Linked DNA regions of Zea mays: region 2 is linked to region 1. Evidence: chromatin contacts called from public Hi-C data. All regions are on one chromosome and are shown on one strand. Each heading gives the region's core, a stretch centred on a gene start, on an enhancer-like site or on the middle of the called end of the contact. The rest is flanking DNA. Distances are from core to core; before and after follow the strand shown. Region 1 holds the start of LOC100502520 (potassium high-affinity transporter). Region 2 has its middle 67 kb from the start of LOC100284094.

Evidence for each region. Hi-C and Micro-C count contacts between places; a contact is called where the count stands out from the background.
Region 2: a Hi-C map of tassel shows a contact between it and region 1, with 5 times the contacts expected there. The contact joins the enhancer-like site here to the promoter of LOC100502520 in region 1. A contact is called at or near these places in 9 of 25 Hi-C or Micro-C datasets (bundle sheath, ear, endosperm and 2 more).

The regions. Positions count from the first base shown.
Region 1 is chr2:63,928,907-63,934,247 of Zm-B73-REFERENCE-NAM-5.0, forward strand. It overlaps LOC100502520 (potassium high-affinity transporter), which reads right to left and starts at 3,415. Exons shown (of 9, transcript NM_001357849.1): 1 at 3,233-3,415; 2 at 1,524-2,054; 3 at 1,179-1,427; 4 at 1,028-1,078; 5 at 678-938; 6 at 497-549; 7 at 241-355; 8 at 1-155. The coding sequence starts at 1,884.
Region 2 is chr2:64,120,366-64,125,558 of Zm-B73-REFERENCE-NAM-5.0, forward strand. No RefSeq gene overlaps it. Among protein-coding and RNA genes, the nearest start is that of LOC100284094, 67 kb to the right of the region's middle. Within about 2 kb of position 3,611, at least 17 of the 20 cell types and tissues checked have an H3K27ac peak or open chromatin away from gene starts, as enhancers often do. A contact at or near this core is called in bundle sheath, ear, leaf and 1 more, where this site is marked.

The DNA of each region.
Region 1 (5,341 bases), core at 2,165-4,664:
TTCGTACTTCTTGGAGGTGTGGATCACTTGCACCCTGGGGAGACAGCCCAGCGACAAGGCCTTGGAGAGGATGGCGAACGCGCCAGAGAGCATCGCCTGGCTTGCGATGATGGCAGCAAGGATTGCGATGATGAAGGTTGGCCAGAACAGAGGTGCTGCGGAATTGAACAAACGTGTCAGTTAGTTGGGCCTTTATTTATTATTGATGTGAAAGCCCATTGTTCTATGGATTATTTAAACCTGGGATGGATTTGTAGAAGGTGTCTCCGACGTTCTCCGGGAATTTCCGCAGGTACGCCGCTTGGCCGATGTAACACAGTACCACCGATGGGAACAAGATGCCGTTGAAGCTGATCTGCAGGAGGAAAATAATACACAAGCGCCATTGTCAGATTACAAGGTTGTGTTGTGTCTTGTGTGACACATCTGGCTCTGGCCTCTGGGTCAAATTACAAGTTTAATTAGGTCTTGTTCTTGGCCATTATATATATATTACCTGAACGGCCCGGATGTTGAAGTGTCCTAGGTCAGCAAACATGCCTTCCGTGCCTGTCGCGGACATTGAGAATTCAGGTCGCATGCATACAAAAATGCCAAGGATTTGCACTATGCAGTTCTCTCTTTTGTGGTCAGGGCAAAACAAAAACAAAAAGGGGGGGAGGAGGCGGGGTGGTTACCTGTGACACACAAGATGACACCGCCAAGCGAAACCCACCCTTCCTTCCCGTTCCGTTTGAAGTACTGCACGATGTACCACGGGTTGAAGGCCCGCAGCACGCCGACGTCGTGGACGACGAGGTTGTAGAGCCCGATGCCGGCGATGAGGACGAACCACACCGAGATGACCGGGGCGAAGGTGTAGCCAACCTTGTCGGTGCCGAAGCGCTGGACGGAGAAGAGCAGGAAGAGAATCGCCACGGAGATCCAGACCACTTGCGCTGCAGCAAATTAAAAATAGTCATATATGCAGTTGGTCATGCATTGACCATGCCAGCAGGCGCTAGCTCTTCGATTATATTCCACGTACTCTGAGTCAGGTTTGGCGCCTTCTCCTTGATCCCGCTCACCGCAGACAGCACTGCAGAACACCCACATCCATGAACAAAGGACACATTAGTTAGATAGTTAGTTAGTTACTCCATGCCAGTAACTAGCTAGCTAGATGTTTCCGTTATTACCAGATATTGACGGCGTAAGGGTGCCGTCGCCCATGACCATGGACGTGCCGAGGATCGTGAGGGTGAAGAGCAGGATCTTGGCTGCCCTGCTGGACTCGAGCTTCTGCTTGAACCACTGCGCCCTCTTCAGCTGCGAGGTCGGCGCTTCGATGCTGTAGTTGGACACCATGGCGTCCTCCGCCTGCTGGTTGGGGATCAGCCTGATCTTGGCGTACCGCGAGATGAGCGAGTAGAGCGCGAACGTGCCGCCTAGGGGAGAGAGAGAGAGAGAGAGAAAAGCAGCAGATCGATCAGTGCTCGTGTCGTTGATCAGTAAATAAATACAAAGAAATATACTCTGCTCACCGTCTCCGTTGTCGTTGGCGTAGAGCACGACGAAGACGTACTTGAGCATGGGGATGATGATGAGGGTGTAGATGATGAGCGACAGCACGCCCAGCAGGTCGTCGTTGTACTTGATGCCGTCGGGGAAGGTGCTGGAGTAGACGTAGAGCGGCGACGTCCCGATGTCGCCGTAGATGATGCCCACGCTCTGGAAGGCCAGGTGCAGCGTCCGGGCCCAGCTGCCCTCGGACCCGTGGTACTTGCCGCCGGACACCTTCTCCGCGTCGCCGAAGAGCGAGTCGTGGCGCTTCAGGCTGAGCCGGTTGGCCGACTCGCCGCCGCCGCCTGCTCCTCCAGCTGGGTTGTCCACCTCCAGCGACATTATCGCCCGCCTCGGTTGGGTGGGTATCCCTCTCCCCAAGTACGTCCCAACGCCTTGGAACGACGGATCGAGTAGTCTGTCTGCTCTCTCCGGAGAGTCCCCACGCGCCCTAATCAATCAAGCCGCGCCAGCTGATTCCCAAGGCTGTTTGGTGGCGTGACTGCTGATCCCTGTGACAGCGAAGCAACGACTTTGTTTTACATTCACATTTCACAACAACATCCTTCTTTGGGTGTAGTTAAATCAGCAGCACAACTGTGCGAAACAAGTTCTTTGGGTAGTACTATCGATCTGACTGACAGTCGGGATTTTGTCACGTTGCCAGTGAATAATCCGCGTGGTGATGGTGTCATTAATACTTGGCGAAATGCTACGGCATGTATCAATTCTACAACCACAATTGCCTGGATCCAGAAAAGAAACCACCCGCAAATTATTAACTGGCAGCGCGTGGAGTGAGAGAAACAGCAGCGCTATGTGGTCTGGTCAACGCACTAGTGGGCTCCAGACGTCAGTCACAGGGAGGCGACTCCAAACAAAACACAGTGAAGGCGACGGCGTGATGGAGCGGCCGAGAGCTGGAATCAGCCGCCGCCCACCACCCCCCATTTCATCCTCCAAAAAAAACTGTGACGTCATACAAAATTTCCCCTGACCTGTTATTATTATTATTAATTAGTAATTAAAGTACTATCTCAGCTAATCAGCTGTGCACACCAACCCATCTGACAAGAAATTTGAGCTGCACGATCCGGAAGCTGAGTTGTTAATGTATATTTCCCACGGATCGCCTCGGGTCGTGTACACTGTACACCGACCCTCGCTCGGTGCCAAAAGGCAAATACGATATAGTACATAATAAACTAACTAAACAAGATTAGTTTAAGGGGTAATCAGGCCGTAAACGGACGCCATTGGAGGTACCCTTGACCTCGATGCTACGACCTTCAACGCTCTTGCTGACACGTGGGCATCATGAGCGCTCAGGGCGAGCATCAACCTCCTCTTCTTCTTTTTTACCCGCTGCTGCTACTAGCGACTGACAGAGATTTTTGGCGGAGAGGGTGTAAACGAAGGCCAGGGAGCCATTCAATTTCCACACGCAATCTCTTGGTGCACGATCTTTTATTTTTTTCTTCTCTTGTTTCTGGATAGATGATCTGAACTGCATATCGAGATGGAGACTGTGGGAAAGGCTAGGAAGAGGTCCCTTGCGTACGACTGCAACTTCCAAACAGGCTTGTGCGTGCCCGGGGGGGGGGGGGGGGGGGGGGGGATTACTGTACTGACGCAGGGAACAACAAAATGACAGCAAGACGAACAAACAAAGAAGGGTTTCTTTCCTTACCTATGTAGCCAGGGAATGCTTTGCTAGCTGACGAAGAGGACGACGCCGCCGAGGTGGTGCAGGGTTCAGCAGCAGCAGCAGGCGACCGTCCGCCCTGGCTGGCCGGCGACCTTGTTGGTCGTCCGCCGAGGCGAGGCTGTGACGAAAGGAGGCAGAGCAGAGCAGGGGGACGCTAGTTAGCTGTGACACGAAGCCCTCCTGCCGCCGAGGGAGGAGTCGGCCTTAAATAGAGGAGCACGCACGCAAAGAGACGACGAGCGGAAGATAGAGAGAGAGAGAGAGTGGCGAGCGCAGCGCAGGGGCGTCCCGTGGAAAGAGAGAGACAGAGAAGGGGGGGGGGGGGGGGGGGAACAACCGTAGAAAACGTGAATAATGCAGCGGCGCGGTGTATGTGTATTATTGGACGCGGTGGCGGTATGCAGAAAAAAAGGAGCGAGTTGCAGGCAGGCCTGCTGCAGCCATCAGGGGAGCGGCTTCCTACTAGTCTTCCGCCGCACCCGTCGTAGACTTTACCAGCTGTTTAGATTTCGTCGTCTAATGTTCTAATTCTAAACTACAAAATAAATCTAAAATTAATTTTAAACTTTAGCTCACCTTAATATCAGCGCAGCCGCTGCGGTGCTTTGTACTGGATGTGCTCTGATCGAGTTTTGAGGGCCGGGCCAGTAAAATCTAAGGCCCTGTACAAAATTCCGGAATATCAATCTATAAACTAGAACTACACTAATATAGGCTATGATAATATGATAAAAATATTATATTAAGAATTGTGTCTAGCTGTCTATTCAATTTTATATTGTATAATTTTACTTGGATAGTATTATTCCTTAAAATGAAATCTTGAACGACATTTACGTTTAAATGGAGATGTAGTCGTGATCAAAGACAAAGATACCACACAAACAACTGATTTAACTCATGAGAAGAAGATTTGCTTAAAGATTAGTTGATTTATTTTCCTTACTGAGCTAATTACTGAACTGTGTACTGATTAAACTATTGGTGACTATTATTTTAGGGGCCTTGAAGGATTGGGGCCCTGTTCGTGAGCACGGGCCGCACATGCCTCCGCGCGGGCCTATTCCGTGTCATAAAGAACTCAGAAGGGGAGTAGCATAGCATCTGGTTCACCATGGGACAAAACACATATCACATATGGCCCTTGTTGCCCTCCGGCGGCAGACAACTAATTGCCTGATTTGCCATTTTCTATATTTGCATTGTCCCAGCTAGTCCCAGTCCACCCAAAAGGATACCGTACACTTCATCTGTATCAGGTTGTGGTGATAAATAGATAACGACAAAATCCAGCACTAGGATATTCAAGGGTTCCTTTCCATGGGAATTTCTTTTTTTTTAATATCCTTGGGGATCTTTTTTTTTTGAAGTCATGTTTTAAAAATGACCCCACCTATGTTTTATGTTTGTTTCTAGTCCTTTTGTACAAAATCATACCGCCACACCATATGTGCATTGCCACAATAATGTGTTTCACCGCGAAGAGCGTTTTTTTTTGGGGGGGGGGGGGGGGGGGGGGGGGGAGTCTACTGCATATGTTCCTCCTAGACTACTTGCCAAACCACTTTTTGAGGCCGGAGCGGCAGCTATATCTGCCATGCCACCCATTATATCAATACTTAACCTTGGAAAATTATTATTTATAAGACACAGCTGATTTATATAAAAGTTGTAGGCCTTGCTGAGACCTACATAAGGATGGTAATGGATCACAAATTCAAATGTTTATTCACGATCCTTTTGAGCCCATAAACAATTTTAGTTCAAAAAGGAATATAGATAGAGTCGAATCCCAATAGAATCAGCAATAATTAAACACTAGGATACGTTTGAAATCAGCAATAGAGATGTATTTTTATCACTCTCAAAATGAACTACGATAGTATATACAATCGAATTTATATACTATGTAGTAGTGGTCAGTGTCTTAATATGTCTCTTGACATCCTGAAAGGTTAGGCACACTGTGTGCACTACACATATACTACTTGTTTAATCGACTTCCCAAGATCATGCACGCGCCAGGCGCCGGCTACGGTTTTCATTGTTGGCACCAATATTTTGTTTTGTCAAGGGGGTTACACATAATAT
Region 2 (5,193 bases), core at 2,361-4,860, 190 kb after region 1:
GATGTTGCTCTTAAGAGTGAGTAAACCCTTCTCCAAGGTCTCCACCGAAAAGGTTAGCTACATACTCAATAAAACATAACTCTAGTGAACAACATGTCCTCGATTAATTAACAGGTATGATGCAGGTTTGATATCACAATCTTATACATATATTCTTGTTAACTGAATCCAATGTTACTTATAACAAAATAAAATATGTAGGATAACCCATGCAAACTTGTAGTGCTGATGATACTACTATACTATTGGAAGTGTGGAACCAATGGAAAGAAATGAGGCATAAGTTGTGTTGGACAACATAATTTTTAGTTTTCTGTATGTGTATAGTGCTCTGCCTCTCTATCAGCTAGATCTTTAGCCATGGTTTTATATTGACTATCTTCTATCTCAAAGTCAAATCCATTTTCAGTGTTCAAATCAATACCACCTTGGACTAAATCAACAAATGAAGTTGGGATTTGTATGAAAGGTTGGGCTAGGTCTACTCATTTGTCTCCAATCTTCTCTAACAAATGTGTTCTCAGTTTTGCATGACTTCTCTAAAGATCTTCTACATTGTTTCCCTTCAACAATTTTACCTATTGAGTCAAAAGGAATGAACTATTTTACCAATGAGCAGAACACATGATTAAATAAAATTGAAGAGACAAAGATGGACTTGATCATACCATTGTAAATTTCATGTAGGTCATCATAATAAGGGAAGGACATGTTCTTCCATTTTTGCAATTTTTCTGGTAGTTCAGACCATAAACCATCAATAGTGGTAGTCATCTTCAGAACATTGTCCCAACCAAATCCACTCTTTGACATGATGGTCTTCACTGCATTGTAATCCTTCTTTAGCCTTTGCTCTCTATCCTTCAATTGTGACACAACAAAATTTGCTGATACAAACTTGTCATTCACACGATGTGCCACACTATTTCAAGCCTCTTTGGACCACCCATTCTATATACGGTGTCTTGGTGAGTTGTACTCTTTGAGGATGCTCACAAAAAAGTTTTATCATGAAATGGAAATGTGCCCTTGGGCTATTTCTAAGTGTTTTGGTGATTAACTGCTCAATACACCACTATAAACTAACAATCTTGGTATGAGCATGAGCACATGTTGTAATCAAGCAAATTGAAGATGTCAAGTCCAAAAGAGCACAAACATGGATCTAATATATGCAAATTTGTGAGATATGGTATAAGTGTGAGAGAAAATCACTTTTTGGACTTGAGGTTGGACATATTGTAAACCCCTGTGAAAAGATGAGAAAAAGTGCTAGGGATCACCTAAAGTCTAGCAAAAAGAAACCAAAGAAGTTTGACACAAAAGAGGAGAAGATGGGCTGGTCTGGCAGCATCGGACAATCCGATGCCGCCCACCAGGTAGTCTGGTGTGGAACAGACAGTCCGACGATTTTACGGCCGAAGAGGCCGCTCTCGACTTCAGCTGGGCCCCTGTGCTATAATTCACCGGACGGTCCGGACAGAGCGCGTGGACAGTCCAGTGTGATGGACATCCAACGGCTATCAACCATGTCAGCAGGCTCCAATGGTCAGGTGGCGCACCAAATAGTCCGGTGCCCCTCACCGGACAGTTCAGTGCTCTAGAAAAGGAAAGCACTGCTGATCGTTGTACTATGCACTGTCCGGTGCACACGCAAACAAGGAAGGCTGAGAGCTTCCAAATGGGCGGAGAGGAGCTCGGCGGGGGAGGCAGGTTAGCGAGGGGGACAGGGGGCTCGTCGGCTTGGAGCTCGCTTGGAGGTGAACTCTGCGGGTGAGGTGAGCTCGCATGGAGGCATCCAAAGACTAGCGGCGGTGGGGGTGAGCTCGACGCTACCACTACCATTTCCAAGACTAGAGGCAGGCTGGGTAAGGAAGGGAGAAGAAAGGAAGGACATATCAGATCTGGTTTTATTTGTTGGCCCTCGCATCTCGGATGGAGAAGACACGACATCGTCGGTGGCGGCGGTACGGTACGAGACGAGCTACGTGGATAAGGAGGGTTTGGGGGGATGGAAAGGAAGGTACATGTTAATAGCGCGCGAGTGGAAAAAGAGCGCGTAATTAGACACCGGACACGCGCGTAATCAAGGATGTATATTCCGTTTTACTGAAAACTTTAGGTTTGAGTACAATATTCAATACTGTAAAAAACAGTAGTTTCAGAGATACCATTGGTATTTAGAACTGTAATTCTTAAGGAGCAGCCAAACACAAAACGCATCTCAAAAAACCATATCATTTCTCAATGCCATAGTTTTACAGTAAAACCATAAAAATAGTCCACTACAAAATAGACCCTAATAATCGATCGATCTTGGAGTTGATATGAGTGTCGTTTGCGCGGTCTAGAGACGTGGAGGCGTAAGTTTACCGTCGCCCGCCCGCCCGGTCTCGATCACCAGGATCAATATCAAAATAGAGTGAGCTAGACGTCGTTCGCACATAATCAAGGACGCACGGTTCCGTTTTACCGAAAACTTTAGGTTCGAGTACAATATTCAATACGGTAAAAACCACAATTTCAGAGATACCATGCTATTTAGAACTGTAGTTTTTAAGGACAAACCAAACACAAACGTACCTAAAAACCATAGCAGTTCTCAATGTCGAAATTTTATAGTAAAACCATAAAAATACTACAGTACAAAATAGGCCCTAATAATGGATCGATCTTGGAGCTGGGAGTGTCGTTTGCCGTGACAGTAGCGGACTAGAGACGGGAGACATAAAAAGAGCGCGTAACTAGACGTCGGACGCGCGTAATCAAGGACACAGGGTTCCGTTTTTCCGAAAACTTTAGGTTCAAGTACAATACTGTAAAAAAAATCGTTGTTTGAGAGATACCATACTATTTAGAACTGTAGTTTTTAAGGAGCAACCAAACACAAAACGTATCTCAAAAACCCATAGCATTTCTCAATGCCATATTTTATCAGTAAAACCATAAAAATACTACACTACAAAACAGACCCTAATAATGGATCGATCTTGTAGTTGAGAGTGGCGTTTGTCGTGACAGTAGCGGTCTAGAGACGGGGAGGCGTAAGTTTACCGCCGCCCGCCCGGGCGGTCTCGATCACCAGGATCGCTATCAAAATAGAGTGAGCTAGCTGATGTGGGAGGCAGGGAACACGGAGTCTCGGCCGACGACGTGTGCGCGGACTACAGGCGCCGCATTTGACGAGGGGGGGGGGGGGGGGGGGTGGGGGAGAGCACCTCGACGGCGACGCCGCGCGCCCATCCTGCGCCTCCGTCCCGGCTGTTTCTCCGTCCAACGAACGTGTTCTTCAGACCCACAGACTACAGTAGCACTACAGGCTACACTGTACTCCACTGTACTAGAGGTGACGAAAGGAAACTGGTCGACGTCCCGCGAGCAAAGCAACCGAGAATGGGTTTTATTTGCCCGTACGCGCCCTGGATGGAATCCGCAAGCAAGATGCTTCGTTCCACACAGGGAGGGGGGGCTCGTCGCGGCCGTCGCCCGTCGGCAATGCGTTCGCGTGAGTCAGTGTGCGTCGTTTCGTAACCACCCCCCTGTTCCAGTTGGATTGACGGCTACTTCTCTTCTTGTAAGGATTTCCGGATCATTATGTAGTTGGATGGATAGTTGTTTACTTTGTATCCCCAGCATGAATGTGCCGCCTCTAGGCCCAGGCCCGTTTAAGTGCATATTATTCATGAACGGGCTGACGGCCCGAATTCTTCGTATCCCCAATTTTAGCAGCTCAAGTTTCTACGCAAACGCAGCAGCCATCGACGACCACCGAGCCTTTTTTTTATTGGCGATTCCTGCCAGGATCCCCTTTTGGGGCACATTTGCTTGACCAACTGATATGTACTATATGATATTTCAGTCATCATCGCAACCATCGACGTAAAATAATGGAGCCACATCTGGTTGTCGTCATTGGGAATTTTCTTATGTTTCATTGTTGTCTCGATCGTACGTATCTCCTTGAGATTGCCGTCTCTTCCCGCTCTCCAACAGCTGGTTTCGCGGGGGTGGGTGACTTGTTAACCACTTCATTCATCGTTCTATACTCCGGTTCCCTGTCGGGGAACGCCCCCTGTTGCCATCTCCACTCTCTCTCTCTCACACACGTATCGTTCGATGATTCTGGTGGATCTAGCGTCTCCAACGTTTTAGTCACATCTGCAGCGAGAAGGGAAGCTGTATCTCTCGGGTACCGACCAGAGGGACATACTTCGAAGCTTGCTAATTAATTCACCCCAAACTGGTTACTGAGGATCTGTCGTCGGCACGTTAATTAGCACTGAATAATTGAATATGTTTACGCGGGTACGCCACACACGAATTTAACTAAATTAATAAGCGCCATGTCACGCGCGTCGTCGAAATTTAGAAATATTAATCGATGGAGGCTGCTCACCTGAGATAGACAGCAACGCCCAAATGTCACGCCTGAATAAGTCTGGATATTGGTTATTAGCTCGTCTTGTTTGGTTGCGAGCGAGGAGACATGTTTGAGTGCATTCACCGCATTCATTTGAAGTTTGCTTTTGCAAAACCTGCAGCAATAAAGCAGTAGACCTAAATTCAAAGATACGGAAAAAAAACAAAAAAAAAACGTTATAGATGAATTGAGGAATACGAGACACTTTGGATTCCCTGACCCATATATCTCTATATGGGGCCTTTGCCGAGTGCCGAAGTCTTTGTCAAGTGTTTTTTATCGGACACTCGGCAAAGACTATTTGCCGAGTGCCACCCTCGGCAAAGTCCTGCGCTCGGTAACGAGACAGTTTACCGAGTGCAGGACACTCGGTACAGCGAAGCGCTCGTGTGGGGGACAGATATCCACCGGGTCCACTAGAAGGATAAAAGACCTCACGAGAGGCCCAAAGACCCCTTAATTCATAAGGTCATCCCCCTCGTGGGCCTGGGAGGAACGAACAGTGAGACAAATCAGCACAAGGTCTGATCGGTACAAGCCCAGACGGCCCAACAACATCCGAGCAGTAATTGCAGCAGTGACCCGACCTTCCCGCACAGGAGCCCCGTACGTCGGAACTGGGCGAGGATGAGTCGGCTGAATTATAGGAAGATAGACTCAGTTAGTTCACTACTATTCCGGCTCACGTTGTTATCATATCCACATGTAATGTCCCACGATCGAGTATATAAGGCCTAGGGGGCACCCCTTCAAGACGATCGATCGAGAGAGAC